Linked DNA regions of Hordeum vulgare: region 2 is linked to region 1. Evidence: chromatin contacts called from public Hi-C data. All regions are on one chromosome and are shown on one strand. The core of a region is the stretch at or near the end of the contact, and the rest is flanking DNA. Distances in the headings are between cores, read along the strand shown. Region 1 holds the start of LOC123447752. Region 2 holds the start of LOC123447762.

Region 1 (2,659 bases), core at 120-2,619:
TTTATACATTTGACTTTTTTTATTTTGGGTATCAGAAAGAACATATATACATACATTTCAATGCATGTTTTTTTAGATGCTTTGGACATGTGAGAAATAAAATGGATATATGTATGCATTAGTGTAGCTAGTGCATAGCACGGGAGGGCCGTGGCACACCCAGAAAATTGATTTTTTTTATCATGTTATATTTTTAGATTTTGAGGTCCAAAAACAGCAGCTCATTGGGCTGAGCCTAAGAAGGCAGTTGGCCGCTCTCATAAATTCATATCCTATCCCTAATAAAAAAATCAATTCATCTCCTATCAAGACAACGACGGACACGATACCTAAATCGAACTCTACTCGGCAACAACAACAGACACACACAATAACCACTACACCGAGCTCACCTTGTCTACTATTATCAGGAAAGAGCTCTATTTGAGCCTTCTTCTCGAATTCTTTTGACTCTATAAAACCCTACCCAGTTCTTCCTTTCATTCTAGTTATTTAGTTTAGATATGTGTACTATATAGTTTCTGATCCTTATCTATTTATTCCATGACCAAAGTATGAAAGACCATGTTATTTTATTTGTCCTTGATTATCTTTGCTTTGCATTTTAAGCGTCCACACTTTCCATGTTTTGTGTCACGCTCCGCCTCTGCTCTTACGGACAACTATAGCCATTACGATGATCGATTTGATATGACGACTTTAACTAGAATCGCTCCTATGTACAATTATAGCTGGCCAAACGAGTCGCTTTGCAAGCCAGCCCATGAGCATGTGTGCCTGACACGTAACGGGTGTGACTAAACGATTCGTGCCTGACCCATGACATGTCGTTTGCCGTGGTCGTCCGCCGAGGCAAGGCCCGCGTGCCGACACGACACCGCATCTATTTATATTCTTTTACCAAGTTATTTTGTCCAAAGAGCCAAAAATTATCAAAAAAACGACATAAAAGACCAAAAAGCACGCGGGGTAGCCGACGCCCTGGAGGCGAGCCCAGCGTGCCGACACGGGAAGGTCCGCTTAGAGCAAGTACAATAGAGCTGAGTCAGCTGGCTATAAGAAATAAACTAATATTTTTTTATTTAGTTAGAGGAAAGAGAAGAGGAGAGAGAAGGCATTTTGTGAGTATGAAAGGTGAACCATATAATAAAGAAATAGTACACTTTTGCAATGAACTATTGTACATGTTAACTATAAAATAGGCTATAGATGACATGACAATAGCTTGTAGCTTATAAACGGGCCTCCGCATGCCGTGCCGTGTCAGGGCCAGCCCGTAGGCCACCAGAATGTCTCTATCCGCTAAAAGAAAAAAAAGCCTGGGCTGGTCTCTAACTCTCTATGACCGTTCCCACCAGCTCCTTTCTTCCCCGACCAGACGAGCAGAGCAGTACTAGGGTTTTGAGATTTCCCGTCGCCAGAATCGGCCGCCACCTCGTCTCCGCGAGCACCCGCCGGCGCCTTCCCTCGCCCTCGACGTCTTGCGCCCCGGCGACCCTCCCGTATCGCCGTCGCTTGCCCGCCCCCTCCTCCTCGAGCACCACCGCTGTCGATCTCTACTCGCGCCGCTCGCAGATCTGATTCCGGGGCTCCCGGCTCTCCCATCCAGGGTCAGGGCCGTACCCGTCGGCCACCATGCAGGTCAGCAGTCCCTGATCAATCTCTCTGTGTTGCTTATTCTCTCCAAAATATTCGACGGTGTTGCTTAATCCCTCATCAATCTCCCCGAAAAACATTTTTTGGGTCGATTTATTCTTTGTCGGCTGACTGAAATGATTGATAAACTTAAAATCTGTGCTATATGCTCTTAATATCCAAAGCACTTGTGGCTACATTTACCTTTCGTGCTGTGTTGATGGTTAGCTTCAAGTAGTCACAATGCTAGAGCTCACATGTTGTATGTTTTGAATTGCACTCTCATGAATCATGATCTTCATTTTTTGAATCATCTTATTTTGAGCAATTCTGTTCAATATCACCAGATCGCCGAGTGGCCACTTTTCTTCTTTTAGCTTGCTTCAGCTTAAAGGCTTCAACTAGGCCATAGTCTTCCAATATAGTGTCGTTTTATAATATACTTTTACATTTTAACGGCATCGCTTGTAAGATCTAATAGAAATCACCATTCTGAAGGCTAGCGACAGGTTCAACATCAATTCTCAACTTGAGCACCTCCAAGCCAAATATGTCGGAACAGGGCATGCTGACCTGACCAGATTGTAAGCATCTCATCTTTTGTATTAGGAATGTTGCATTAGCTAGCTAAATGGTAAGAATTATTCTTGATTGGCATGGTCTGGTAGGATATTAACCGTTAACATGTCTTTGTATTGCAGTGAATGGGCTGTAAATATCCAAAGAGACAGCTATGCATCTTACATTGGACACTATCCAATGCTAGCATATTTTTCCATTGCTGAGAATGAATCTATTGGAAGGGAGCGTTACGAATTTATGCAGGTATATGTGAAAGAGATGTATCTTAACTCATCTACTGAGTTTTAGCTGCAAATCGTGTAGGACTGAACGGTTGTATAAACGTTGATGTAAATTAAAACTAGTATCACTACTGAATTATGTTACTTGATTGCATTAATCTTTTACTGGTGGGATGCTAGTCTTGCTTTGGGTACTTAAGCAGTTTCACTGATTTTTATGG
Region 2 (2,659 bases), core at 102-2,601, 160 kb before region 1:
TCACTCTTCAACACATCTTCACAAGTCCATTGCCACCACAATGGACGACAAGCTTCAAGCATGATATCTTCGTGATGCTCCACTTGAACTTGCACACCGCAATCTTGATGACGATAACCACTTGATGTCATCCTCCATGGGTCTTATGAGATCTTCCTCTTAACGCAAGCCCATGGAAACACACCTAACCCCACATAGAACTCTCACGAAGACCATGGGTTAGTACACCAGGCATAATGGACAATGCTTACCATACCATGTGATCACTTGATCCCTCTCGGTACATCTTGTACGTTTTGCGTGTTGATCAACTTGATTCACTCTTTGACTTAGTCTTGATCAACTGTGTTTCTTTATGACCATTCTTTATATAATACCTTGAATACCACCTTGGTCATCATATAAACTCCTTGAAACCAACAAATGAACTTCAAGAAGTGCCTATGGACAAATCCTTCGAATATAACTTAAGGCAACCATTAGTCCATAGGGATTGTCATCAATTACCAAAACCACATATGGGGAAATATGCTCTAACAGTGTACTTGACTAATTTGTTTTTACTGATGTTATTGTTCCTGATTTTACATGTTTTACACCATGATCAAATGAGCCATCAACCTATTGGAGCTTCTCGTCGTTAGATGACCATGCGACAATGATGATTACGGCAGTGAACTTGTGCTAATAGCACTACACACAACGAATTGATATGATCATTTCTGAACATGGTGTTATTCTATTTGTGATAGAGAAGTTCTGTCGATGGCCTTGAGCTCACTATCGCGCCGCGCCATGCCACAAGCTCGTCGCCGCACAATGTCGATCTAAGCACCGACTCACTACCCCCGAGGTTACTACCATGCCACGCGCTCGCTCGAGCTTGCCTCCACACCGGCGCACCCCACCTTGATCTCACACACCGGAGAGAAAAACAACCTACCCAATAAACCAAAAAACTTATTGAGACAACCCAATAACACTCTATTGGGATGATTTATCGTGGAATTGTCGGAAATGATCTAAGGCATGGTGAATGTTACATAGGAGTCGAGCCATAACGACGGTGAACATGACGACGCACACAAAGACAAGACGAGGTCATTAGTTAGGCTACATGTTAGAGTTTTAAGTTAGGGACATCTAACGAGAAGAGAAGCGTGGGTTGAACCGGCGACCGCCGCCTCATTTGACAGCCACAAAGTTGTGGAGGGAGGAAGAAAACACGAGGGTTGGGAGATACGATCTCAGCCATCTGATCTCAATCTGATGGTGGAGAGGAATCTGACAGATGCTGTACCTTGCGGGTTCGAGGCCCAAGTGCCCAACCTCCAAAACGAAGCCCGAGCCCCACACCCAAGCACGCGAGAGAGACGAGCCCGAACCCAACCGCAAGGGGGAGCACGGAAGAGAGCCAGCCAGACAGACGGAGTGAGCCGTCCCAACTACCGACGGGCATGAGGGCCACCGAGATGTTGACCGCCGCGGCGGGGGGTGCCGCCGGGACGACGCCGTCCACGGCCTCGGTGGCCGGCCTGGCCGGGGCTAGCGTGGGCGTCCCCGCCGCGGGCGCCGGCGGGAACTTCCCCCTCGGCGCCGCCCTCCTCGCCTTCGCCTTCGCCAACTTCGTCAACGTCCTCTCCATCTGGTGCGCCCTTCCCCCTTCCCTCCCGCCTCTCTAGTCTAAGTCTAGATCCAGCGCGCCCTCCGTTTCGGCGTCGGTGCGACCCCTTCGAGAGGTCGCTCCTGCGATCCGGTCCCGTTCGCGGAAAGTAGTACTAGTGCTAGTAGAAAAGCGCAGCGGGAGGGTTTCCTCTTGTGATGTGGAAGCAAGCGGTTCGCTTTGCGTTTCGGAAATCTTAGGTTCGCGGCGGAGGATAGAGGGATGGGACTTGGCTTCTGTAGGAGGATTGTGTGCGCAGGCGAGGATTTACTGCACGCCTAGCCTATGTGATCTGTGTTGTGCCATCTGCACTGAAATTCAATAACATGGTTTTATTCCTTGGAAAACCCATGCGCGATCGGTTAATCAGGCTGAGTTAGCTGTCACATTTTCCTGTTTGCTGCCAAAATAACTGGCACGAGATTAGTGCTGCCTTTTCAAAACCACCCAGTGAAACCCGAACTATTTCCACCGCACAACCGGACATCAGTGTCGCATATATGTATATTGTGTTCCTGATAACTGAATAAGACTATATCCTGCCAAAGGAAAAGCGCATTACTGCATCTTCAGAATCATTGCAGTTGAATAGCAAGTTGGACAGTTGTGCTGTTGTTTCGTTAAGCTGTACTTTGTTCGTCCTAGACATGCAGGTTAAAGGAGAAGAAATGGGATGCAAGGAAGTTTCTTATTTCTTCTGGAATTATTTCATCTCTCTCTGCGGCGGTGGCAAGTTTGGCTGTGGCGGTTGGTCAACAAGAAGGCGGGGATAGCTCTGTTTTCGCCCTTGCATTGGTTTTTGCTGCCGTTGTATGTACTTGACCCAACCAGGTTCCATGCATTTCCTTTTTCAAGCAAGTGAATGTCGCAATCAAGAGAGTGCTTTTTCTCTCAGAAATTGATATACCCGTGACTAGTTGTATCCCCGAAAACAATAGTAGGATTATTTTCCTATTTTGGTATCATTTGTTGCTTTTAAAATGTGCATGTTTATCA

Evidence for each region. A called contact is a pair of places that touch in the nucleus more often than the background predicts.
Region 2: a Hi-C map of seedling shows a contact between it and region 1, with 5 times the contacts expected there. The contact joins the promoter of LOC123447762 here to the promoter of LOC123447752 in region 1. A contact is called at or near these places in 1 of 6 Hi-C or Micro-C datasets (seedling) and 1 of 1 datasets of contacts at active chromatin or transcription factors (embryo).

Annotation. Positions count from the first base shown.
Region 1 is chr1H:482,732,631-482,735,289 of MorexV3_pseudomolecules_assembly, reverse strand. It overlaps LOC123447752, which reads left to right and starts at 1,369. Exons shown (of 4, transcript XM_045124408.1): 1 at 1,369-1,641; 2 at 2,134-2,219; 3 at 2,337-2,460. The coding sequence starts at 1,636.
Region 2 is chr1H:482,893,865-482,896,523 of MorexV3_pseudomolecules_assembly, reverse strand. It overlaps LOC123447762, which reads left to right and starts at 1,351. Exons shown (of 5, transcript XM_045124418.1): 1 at 1,351-1,648; 2 at 2,317-2,473. The coding sequence starts at 1,458.